3 separate regions of the Sus scrofa genome follow, and all the other regions are linked to region 1. A link is a contact called in public HiChIP or PLAC-seq data. All regions are on one chromosome and are shown on one strand. Each heading gives the region's core, a stretch centred on a gene start, on an enhancer-like site or on the middle of the called end of the contact. The rest is flanking DNA. Distances are from core to core; before and after follow the strand shown.

What was found. HiChIP or PLAC-seq counts read pairs in DNA pulled down with a chosen protein or histone mark.
Region 2: a contact with region 1 is called in an H3K27ac HiChIP or PLAC-seq map of alveolar macrophages. The contact joins the promoter of RNLS here to the enhancer-like site in region 1. A contact is called at or near these places in 2 of 5 promoter capture datasets (fetal liver and liver), 14 of 47 Hi-C or Micro-C datasets (adipocytes, alveolar macrophages, blood and 9 more) and 2 of 2 datasets of contacts at active chromatin or transcription factors (alveolar macrophages and skeletal muscle).
Region 3: a contact with region 1 is called in an H3K27ac HiChIP or PLAC-seq map of alveolar macrophages. The contact joins two enhancer-like sites. A contact is called at or near these places in 6 of 47 Hi-C or Micro-C datasets (fetal skeletal muscle, mesenteric adipose tissue, retroperitoneal adipose tissue and 2 more) and 1 of 2 datasets of contacts at active chromatin or transcription factors (alveolar macrophages).

The regions. Positions count from the first base shown.
Region 1 is chr14:100,741,444-100,745,020 of Sscrofa11.1, forward strand. It overlaps LIPM (lipase member M), which reads left to right. Exons shown (of 10, transcript XM_013983531.2): 9 at 1,840-1,911. Among named protein-coding and RNA genes, the nearest start is that of LIPM, 27 kb to the left of the region's middle. Within about 2 kb of position 1,553, at least 11 of the 83 cell types and tissues checked have an H3K27ac peak or open chromatin away from gene starts, as enhancers often do. A contact at or near this core is called in alveolar macrophages and subcutaneous adipose tissue, where this site is marked.
Region 2 is chr14:100,603,539-100,606,887 of Sscrofa11.1, forward strand. RNLS (renalase) reads right to left here and starts at 1,415. Exons shown (of 8, transcript XR_002338669.1): 1 at 1,183-1,415; 2 at 282-387. LOC110256749 (a long non-coding RNA gene) reads left to right here and starts at 1,440. Exons shown (of 4, transcript XR_002338671.1): 1 at 1,440-1,663; 2 at 3,047-3,245.
Region 3 is chr14:100,577,828-100,581,115 of Sscrofa11.1, forward strand. The region is part of intron 4 of RNLS (renalase); the gene reads right to left. Among named protein-coding and RNA genes, the nearest start is that of RNLS, 25 kb to the right of the region's middle. Within about 2 kb of position 1,349, at least 5 of the 83 cell types and tissues checked have an H3K27ac peak or open chromatin away from gene starts, as enhancers often do. A contact at or near this core is called in alveolar macrophages, where this site is marked.

The sequences.
Region 1 (3,577 bases), core at 303-2,802:
TCTCCAGAGTGGCTGTACCAGTTTACATTCCCACCAACAGTGCAGGAGGGTTCCCTTTTCTCCACAGCCCCTCCAGCACTTGTTATTTGTGGATTTATTAATGATGGCCATTCTGACGGGTGTGAGGTGATATCTCATGGTAGTTTTGATTTGCATTTCTCTTATAATCAGCGATGTTGAGCATTTTTTCATGTGTTTGTTGACCATCTGTATATCTTCTTTGGAGAAATGTCTATTCAGGTCTTTTGCCCATTTTTCCATTGATTGATTGGTTTTTTTTTGCTGTTGGGTTGTATAAGTTGTTTATATATTCTAGAGATTAAGCCCTTGTCAGTTGCATCATTTGAAACTGTTTTCTCCCATTCTGTAAGTTATCTTTTTGTTTTCTTTTTGGTTTCCTTTGCTGTGCAAAAGCTTTTCAGTTTGATGAGGTCCCATGGGTTTATTTTTGCTCTAGTTTCTATTGCTTTGGGAGACTGACCTGAGAAAATATTCATGATGTTGATGTCAGAGAGTGTTTTGCCTATGTTTTCTTCTAGGAGTTTGATGGTGTCCTGTTGTATATTTAAGTCTTTCAGCCATTTGGAGTTTATTTTTGTGCATGGTGTGAGAGTGTGTTCTAGTTTCATGGCTTTGCATGCAGCTGTCCAGGTTTCCCAGCAATGCTTGCTGAATAGACTTTCTTTTTCCCATTTTATGTTCTTGCCTCCTTTGTCAAAGATTAATTGACCATAGGTGTCAGGGTTGATTTCCGGATTCTCTATTCTGTTCCATTGGTCTGTCTGTCTGTTTTGATACCAGTACCACACTGTTTTGATGACTGTGGCTTTGTAGTATTTCTTGAAGTCTGGGAGAGTTATGCCTCCTGCTTGGTTTTTGTTTCTCAGGATTGCTTTGGCGATTCTGGGTCTTTTGTGGTTCCATATAAATGTTTGGATTGTTTGTTCTAGTTCTGTGAAAAATGTCATGGGTAATTTGATAGGGATTGCATTGAATCTGTAGATTGCTTTGGGTAGTATGGCCATTTTTACAATATTGATTTTTCCAATCCAGGAACATTGAATATCTTTCCATTTCTTTACATCTTCTTTGATTTCTTTGATTAAAGTTTTATAGTTCTCGGCGTATAGGTCCTTTACCTCCTTGGTCAGGTGTATTCTGAGGTATTTGATTTTGTGAGGTGCAATTTTAAAAGGTATCGTGTTTTTGTATTCCTTTTCTAATATTTCATTGCTGGTATACAGAAATGCAACTGACTTCTGAATGTTAATCTTATATCCTGCTACTTGAGCAAAGGTTTTAATAGTGATGATGGCACTTATAAATCATAAATGTTGGTCTTAACTCTTTTTCTAACAACTTAGAGCCTAGTCAAATTGTTCTTCAAAGGTCATCACCATATTTTAGTAGGGGAGAAAGACAGAGAGAGAGAGAGAGAGAGGGAGAGAGACAGATGAGGTCGGTGTGAGAATTCTAAACTGGATTAAATGTTGGTCAGCTTCACCCAGAATCACCACATTGTAGAACTCCAGGGGGCGCTCTCCCATTGTAGCCTATGAAGTTGTGCCAGACATCAACTTCCATGGCCTGCGGTGGGAATACACTTTCTGGAGTTGCATAACATGGTGGTTTTAAGTATTTCTAAAGCTCGTTTTTCTCCCTCAAAATACCTTTTTCTTGGTTTTTCTCTCCATTAGGCTATCCTAACATTGAACAGAAGAGCAGCCTCAGCCTTTCTCTCGGCTTTCCTCCGCAGACTTGCTAGCACGTTTTCACCCCTCCTCCCACCCTTACCCAGTGACACATTTGAATGCCATGTAAATTTTTGTTTCCTTTTAGGCAGTGAATTCTGGGGAACTCCGGGCATTTGACTGGGGCAGCGAGACCAAAAATCTGGAGAAAAGCAATCAGGTAAGAAAATCAAATACCATCTGCTGAAAATGTATCCTTCTGAAATGTGTGAGAGAGAAGTTATAATGGCAGCTTATTCTGGAAATGGGAATAAAATACAAGAATTCAAAGAGAAAGTAATTCTGGTTCGACTGCATTTGAAAATGGAAAATTTCAAAGCTTTGCCAAGAGTGCTAAATAAATTAATAAGTAAATTTTATAAAAGCTTTTATAATGCAGTAGGATGGATAACTTTTCTGATGAGGTTGTCTCCGTGAACAAGGCACTGTTCCATGAACAAATCTTCTTAGGAGGAAGATGGAGTAGCCTTAGTGAAGGGAAAGGTATAGTCTGTGCTGGCTTCTAGACGGATCTTTTGAAGATAAAACAAAAACAAAAAACACAGGAATGAGGATGGCAGGGATGAAATTGGTTCATGGCATAGTAAAAAGAGTATTAAAAGACAAGTGAGAATTACTGTATTAGCTTTGCCTCTATACTACAAACTTGTGTCATCATGGCTAGGCTGCTTTGATTCTTCAGGACTCGATTTCTTTCTCTTTAAGATAAAAATTATTGAACTAGATCATCCTTAAGAGTTCTCCCAGGTCACACTTTTAAGGACTCTGTAATTTGCCAGTGAAAAATATGAAAGAAAAATATCACCCCAAAACATGTGTATGTGTAAATGACATTGTGGATTAAAATTTAAAAAAAAAAGTTGTGGAGAATTAGAAGTGGATATTATACTTTTTAGGGGCACAAAACCTCCACAGATGATTATGGGTTAGCTTGTGTGTGAATGTAAATGACTATTGACCACAGGAACATAAAGCTGCAGGGAGCAGAGCACTTGTATGCAAATCTTTGAAAATCTTGCATGGTACTTAATATCTGCTTTGGTACCTCAATCAAGATATAAAAGGCCAAGAAATTGGACAGACCATGTAGCTCCCCTGAAGAGCAAGCTCTTAATCATAAGTGTCAGCTATTTGTTTTAGATTCGTCTGCATTGTTTCCTAAAATAAGTCTTTTTTTAATTTATTTTTTATTTTTGTCTTTTTAGGGCTGCCACCATGGCATATGGAGGTTCCCAGGCTAGCGGTTGAATCAGAGCTGCAGCTGCCAGCCTATGCCACAGCCATAGCAATGCCAGATCTAAGCTGTATCTGCAACCTACACCACAGCTCATGGCAACGCCAGATCCTTAATCCACTGAGCAAGGCCAGGGATCAAACCCGCAATCTCATGGATACTAGTCAGATTCGTTTCTGCTGAGCCACAACGGGAACTCTATTTCCTAACATGTGTCTTTAGAGAAAGTATCCCAGTTCCAAGATAGATTTAATTTAGCAATGTTTGACGTCATGTGTTAGAGAGAAAGTGACATGTGCAGAGTAGGTACCAGAAAATGGTCATTAGAAGAAAGAGAAACATACATACAAAAAGCTGTCATAGAATCACAGAGCCTTAGAGCTATACCTGACATTTGGTTCAGTCTTTTCAACTGTTAGATGAGAAAAACATATTCCTAACTCCATAGAATATTCTAACTTTGATATCTAAGTTACTTATAAACGATAGGTCTGATCACCAAATTCCCATGTGTTTGTGTGAAGGGGTATTTCCCCACAGCAACAAGCAATTCTCCAACACCAGCTGGGTACAGTATAGTTTAACTCAATTC
Region 2 (3,349 bases), core at 165-2,664, 140 kb before region 1:
TCTTTGTCCTCTCCCTCAACATCAACATAGTAACTCCTATTTATTAGGCCCTTACTCTGTTTCCTATAATATCTCATCTGATCTTCTCAACAACTGTATAAGGTTTTACAGTTTTCCCACTTTACTCAGGCTAACCTTTTACTGCTAATATGATCAGCAATGGTATTATCATTTCACTACATTACAGGAGGCAAAGTTTAGCCCTGTTAAAAATGGATGATTTGTATCTTTTTACATAATACAACCAGTATGACTGATTCCACCCCTTTCAACTAACTCACCTTTGATGTTTTTTGGCAAAATGAGGAGTGCAGGTGATGTACTGGGCACCCAAGTCGACTGTGCTCTGAGGATTATGGGCACTGCTGGCTGTAGTCATTCTTCCCCCTTGAATTAATCCCCAGGAAAACGTCTTAGTGCGTTAGAATGAACCTTTTGCAATTAAAGCTGTTCACTCCAGGTTACCACAAGAGGATTATTTTACAGCTGTAGTAGAAGGCATTTGTTTTTTTAAGTTGAAGGCTTTGTCACCTAACATTGTCAGTAAATAGCTAAGAGACAATTCTATCCCTGTGAGGTTTCTGTTGTTGTAGTTGTCGCTGTTTTTAAAGAACACGTGAAAAATGCAGCAATGCTCAGCCCCTGCATCTATTTACTGATTTGAATAAAAGGAATGAATGAACAGAGGAAACAAAGCAAAATAATGAATGCAATGTCAGAACGAATCAACAAACGCTTTCACTCCTGCGGTCAGGTTTCAGGAGAGTGACAGGATTCTGTCAACTGGATCTCCCGCAAAAGTCTTAGTCTACGGGCACGTGCGGACCCTCTTAACCTGCAGAAAGCTGCCAAGGCCAAGATAAAAGTGCATTTATTAGCGACAGCGGCAGGCGCTGGCTAGGCAAACTCTAGTCAGGAATTTTCCCAGCCCTTGCAGGCCGCCGCTAAGGCGCCGGGTATTCCCACCCCGCCCCCAGCCCGCGGAGGTCGCCGCCCCGCCCCCACCCGCGCCCCCTCTCCGGCCTTCCTGGGAGCCGGAAGTCTCCAATCACGTGACCAGGAGCGCGCCCAGCTGCTGGATTTTCTTCACAGACTTACTCAGAGGGAGGCCCAGCGCCCCCTGGGAAGCCTCGGTGCCCGCCGGCTTCCTTTTCCCCTAGTTTGGGCCTGGAGACGACCCACCTGAGTCCCCCGCCTTGTCCCACACAGAGAGGTGTAAAGGACAGGACGCCTCCTTCCTCAGCAGTGCAGCGCACAGGCTTCCCGTCAGCCCCGCACCCACGATCAGCACCCGGGCCATAGCTCGCGGGGTCCGCAGCGAGGCCCGCCGGCCTGCACTCTGGAACCGGCGAAGCCCAGCGGGCTAGAGCTCTCTGCACCCGGCACTCTTGGCCCGACCCGGCCCCTGAACAGTTTCCCGGCCTGCCTGCAGGGGGCGGAGAGGAGGCGATCGGGGCTGAAAGGATGAACAGCTCTGAAGACCAACAAACCTTGGTCTTCCCTTTGCTTTGAGGGCCAGGGGCTGGTTTCTAAGACAGGGTGTGAATTCCCGCCCAACCCTCGCCCCCACTTCGCCCCTGAAAACCTAAATCGTGTAGGTTAGAGTGGGAGACCTCGCCTCTCCACAGGGCTGGTGTTGACTACAGCAAGGGACCCATCCAAGGTAACTGCTAGGTTTACTTACTGTCTCTGCCTTGTGGAACCTTCATTAGCTTAATATTCTGAGTCTGAAAGGTGGGGAGGAGAGGAACAGACCAGCGTGCCAGAGCCTGCTTTCTTCAAGGGCCTTAAGGGCCACTATTCACGAAATAGCAAAAAGATTTTTGAAGAGATTTTGCTTAAAGTAACCTTTAGGCTGTGTGTAAGCGATATAAATTTTTTGAACCTCAACTTCTCCACCCCAAAGCGGGACAAAAAAAAAAAATGTCTGCATTCCAAATTGTTGAAAATTAAAGATATTCAGTTCATCAGAAAATTTTAGATCACTAGTCTCAAGTAAACACTAAGTTTTATGTAAAATCACATTCCAAATGTAAGAGACACAAGGGTGAGCGAGATAAGGATTCATGCCATTACTGCTAGTTTGGTATTTTTTTCTTAACATTGTCGTGGAAATTCTCAATGAAACAACAAAAAGCAAGGATAAGACTAAACTACTAAAAAATTAAAAATTCAGTTACTCTGAATTGCAGATAAATTATTACCTGGAAAACTAGAGAAACTAAACAGTTATCAGACCTATAAGAAAGGTGACAGTGATAGCCAATTATAACAAAAACATTAAAAAAAATGAAATTTTACTTTATGTACACAGTAGGGAGAAATTACCAGGCATCAAACTGGTGATAGATTAATATTACAAGTATCTAATCAAAGATAATAGAACTAGAAGATATAGATCAATGAGACATTTGTAAACAGAAAAAAACAAAACCTAACTGAGCATAAAAATTGAACTGAACAGAAAAACACTGACTACATAATCATTTACAAATTTCAAAAGATGCAAGATGAAATACAAATAGTGAACAAAATTCTGGAGCATATATGAAAGGTTAAAGTTTAACACTCATATAAGATCTTAGATAAACTTTTTATTGAAATATGGTTAGTTTACAATATTAGTTTCAGGTGTACAACATAGTGATCCAATATTTCTATAGATTACATTCCATTTAAATAGTTATTATTAAAAAATAATGACTATATTTCCCTGTGCTATATATCCTTGTTGCTTATTTATTTTGTACATAGTAGTTTGTATATCTTAACCTCTTAACCCTATCTTGTCCCACATCTTTTAACCCTCTGCCCCCTGGTAACCACTAGATTGTTCCCTATATTTGTGAGCCTGTTTCTGTTTTATTATAACAGAATACTATTAGTTTTATTTTTTAGATTCCATCTGTAATGTAATACATTGTTAGCATATTTCTTTGGGATACAAGCCAATCAGTCCTAACTATATTATGGTGATTTGAAAACCTGTATTGTACTTTCCAATAGATTTCTCTGTTCTAAAACAGTTTCAATGTTTTCTTTTCAGTCCAAAAGCCAATTGTGTATTTACAGCATGGTCTGCTTGTAACTGCCAGTATCTGGATTTCCAATCTTTCCAACAGTAGCCTGGGCTTCATTCTGGCAGATGCTGGTTATGATGTGTGGATGGGAAACAGCAGGGGAAATAAGTGGTCCAAGAAACATATGTACCTAGAAACAGATTCCAAAGAATTCTGGGCCTTCAGGTAAGGAAAATTTCTGTATTGTTTTATTTTGACCTAAAAGGGTATTAGATGTGTTTATTAAATTATTAAAAGTTAAATAATTTGTAGAACTGGAATGAAGTTAT
Region 3 (3,288 bases), core at 99-2,598, 160 kb before region 1:
ACATGTGACAAATACAAGCTAAACAGCAGCAGCAGCAGCTTCTTTCATTGACCACTGATCATGTGCCAGCAATTTATCAGGTGTTTTAATACATTATTTATTTTAATCTCTCAAATGCCCTGATACGGTAGGACTTACCACCTCAACTGTACTGAGAAGAAATCAAGGAGTCAGAGAGGTTAAGTAATGTGCCCAAGGACACACAGATAATAAGCAGCAGAGCCAGGATTAGGAAGAAGGGCAGAAGAAATGACTAGTAGTTGCTCTTAAGCCCAACTGCATACAAAACAACATATTTCAGAAGCAACTAAAAGAGAAATGCAACCAACAAATCTTCCCACTATAAGCTCCTTAAGAAGTGGGGCTAGGGCTCATTAACCTAGATGATCTCAGAATCTGGGACAATTCCTGGAATATGGTGAGTACTCATTAGATGTATGTGTATGTTAAACAAATGGAAAGCAATTGGTAATGGAGGCAATAAGAAATCACATTCTCTCAAAGCAAAGTCTTTGTGATGACAGTAAATAAAAAAGAGTAGTGAGAACATTCATGTGTAAGGTCAACAGTCACAAACTAGAAAGATATTTATACATCAACTGTCTGATAATGACTACTGCATGTTCATAGATGTTTTCCCCTATTATATTACTATATAAAGATTTTAATCACTAAGAGCATAATTACCTTAAAATGTTAAAGACAATGAGGAGGAAACGCACACAAACATATCTGTATTTTGAGGATGGCTTAAAATTCACTCCATTGTAAATGGAAAAAAAATCTAACTGAAAGAAAATTCTCTATGAAAGTAAAAAACGAATCAAAAGATTAATTCTCTTTTATTCAAATAAAATCTCTAATTTAAAGTCACAACAAAATAAATTCACAATTTTGTTAGATTCGTGCAACTATATTCATACGAGAAAAGCCTCGGTAATAGGATAGCTTGCTCTTTTGGGGGTGTGTGTGTGGAGTGGGAGTATTATGAAAACAAAAAAAAAAAAAAAAAACCTTGGTCTATCAGAATTTTAAAAGAAAATAACACTTTGGCCAAACCAAAATTTCCCACAGTAACAACCTACATGCAGCCACATTCAGTGACTAAACTGTGTTTTTCTTAAGCAGTAGAGTTCATTCTGACAATTTATCTACTAAGAATTGTGCCAGAAAAATGCCTATTCATTTTCTATATTCTGTTTGGCAAACAAAGCATGACACATAGAAATATAAAAGAAAAATATAATCCCAAGATGCACTTGAAATCATTGCAGAGAAGTGTTCTAAATTGTCTTAGGCCTGTGACATCAGCTTTCAGAATAGCATTTAAACACTGCCACATGCTGTTCATCTGTGTGTCCTACAGCCTGTGGGCACCAAGCCTGGCTTCAACAGAAGAATGAATCATAGGCCAGATTTATGAAACTGTTAACTCTTCAAAAGCCCCAACTGGTCTTGAAAAAGGGAAGTGTAACAATCTTGAGAACTAGTAATTCTTTAAGAATTGGTCATTTCTAATTAAGATTTTAGGAAGCACAGAACTGTACTCATGACAAAAAAGTCTCCATGAGCACGCTGTTTGCTGTGAAACAGATTTTGTATATAACATATTGAATTTAATCATGAGCTTGAATTTTTTTATTTTACTGATTTTATAACATTCTCTCTTTATCAGTGCTAAGTCTATGTGGTACCACATAGGAACTATGTTCTCTAAATATATTAGCTTGAGTATATCTTTTTATACTGTAATATAAATTATGTACACCTCCTCTAAAAGTAGTGTAATGTCTGAATGTCTGTAATGCAGGTAGGAATTCAGGTATATTCAGGTAGGAATCATGCTATATTCAGTGTAGCTCTTCCTGTGATTGATGAGAGAAGAGATGCTCAGAAAATGCTTATTAAATTAATAAATGGCTGAATGAATGATTAAGCATAGTTCAGAATTTCAGAAATTTCTAGAGAATGACTATTACATCCTACCATTTACTTCTTATTTCCCTTTTTATGAAAATAATATATTTAGAAAGAGATTCAAACTAGTTGTCATTTTTACATCCTTTTCCCATATTCAGCAGCATCATCAACCAAAACAAAGGCACTAAAGATTCTTGTTCATTTTGGTTACTTTGATCAGAAAAGTTGAACCAGCATTGAGAACTATGTCTAGATACTCATGTTGCAACAGAAGAAAGGGTGGGGGAAAAACTGTAATTGCAATGTATACGTGTAAGGATAACCTGACCCCCTTGCTGTACAGTGGGAAAATAAAAAATAAAATAAAAAAAAAAAAAAAAGCTTACTCAAAAAATCAAGAAAAAAAAAAAAAAAAAAAAAAGAAAAGTTGAACCAGAGTGAGCTATTCTATGTTCTTATCCAAAGGCCTTAATTCTAACAAAATCAGGTATAAAACATTCCAATTAAAAACATTTCAGTAGTAAATTGAAAAAAAAAATCTTAGGTAGCAAAGCAGCATAAATTCAGTATTCACTCATTTTAGTCATTTTCCATTGTCTCAAATATTTAAAATATCTAATGTGCTTAGAAGAGATCAAGTTCTAGAGGGAAATATTGACTGGGTCTCATTTTAAACTCGTAATTACTAACTTCAAGTGGATCTTAGTGCTACCTAGCTACCCTACCTCATCCTGCTCAAGTCACTCCCTTGGGTGATTACTCACACCTCTTCTCTCCATTTAAAACTTCAAAACCTCCTGCCCCTCCTTAGTCTTGGCTGATTATATTGTGTCTTGTTTCACTGAGAAAATGAATCCTTGGAAAGGGATTTCCACAGGCTTTCATTTCCAAAGATATCATCCCGTCCCCACCTCTGCTCACATGCACCACCTTCCCTCCTGTTTCATGGGGAGAACTGTCTAGCTCCCATCTATAGCCTCAGCCTCTACCTCCTACTCAAGATCATGACTCCTATAACTATCCAGTCTTAATCTACAGCATCAATGTCTCCCTTCCTATTAGATTCTTTCCATCAGCACACAAACATGTTATAATACAGCCCATCTTAAAAAACACAAAACAGGAGTTCCCTAGTGGCTTGTGGGTTAAGGATCCAGTATTGTCCCTGCTGTGGCTCTGGTTACTGTTGTGGTGAGGATCCGAGCCATAGCTGCAACCTAAGCTGCAGCTGCAAAAACACCATCCTTAACCCATTCTGCTGGGCCGGGGATTGAACCTGTATCCCAGTGCTCCCACGTCACAGCGATCCCGCTGCACCACAGCGGGATCTCCCCAACCTCCTTATTGAGCTACCACCCCAATTCTTTG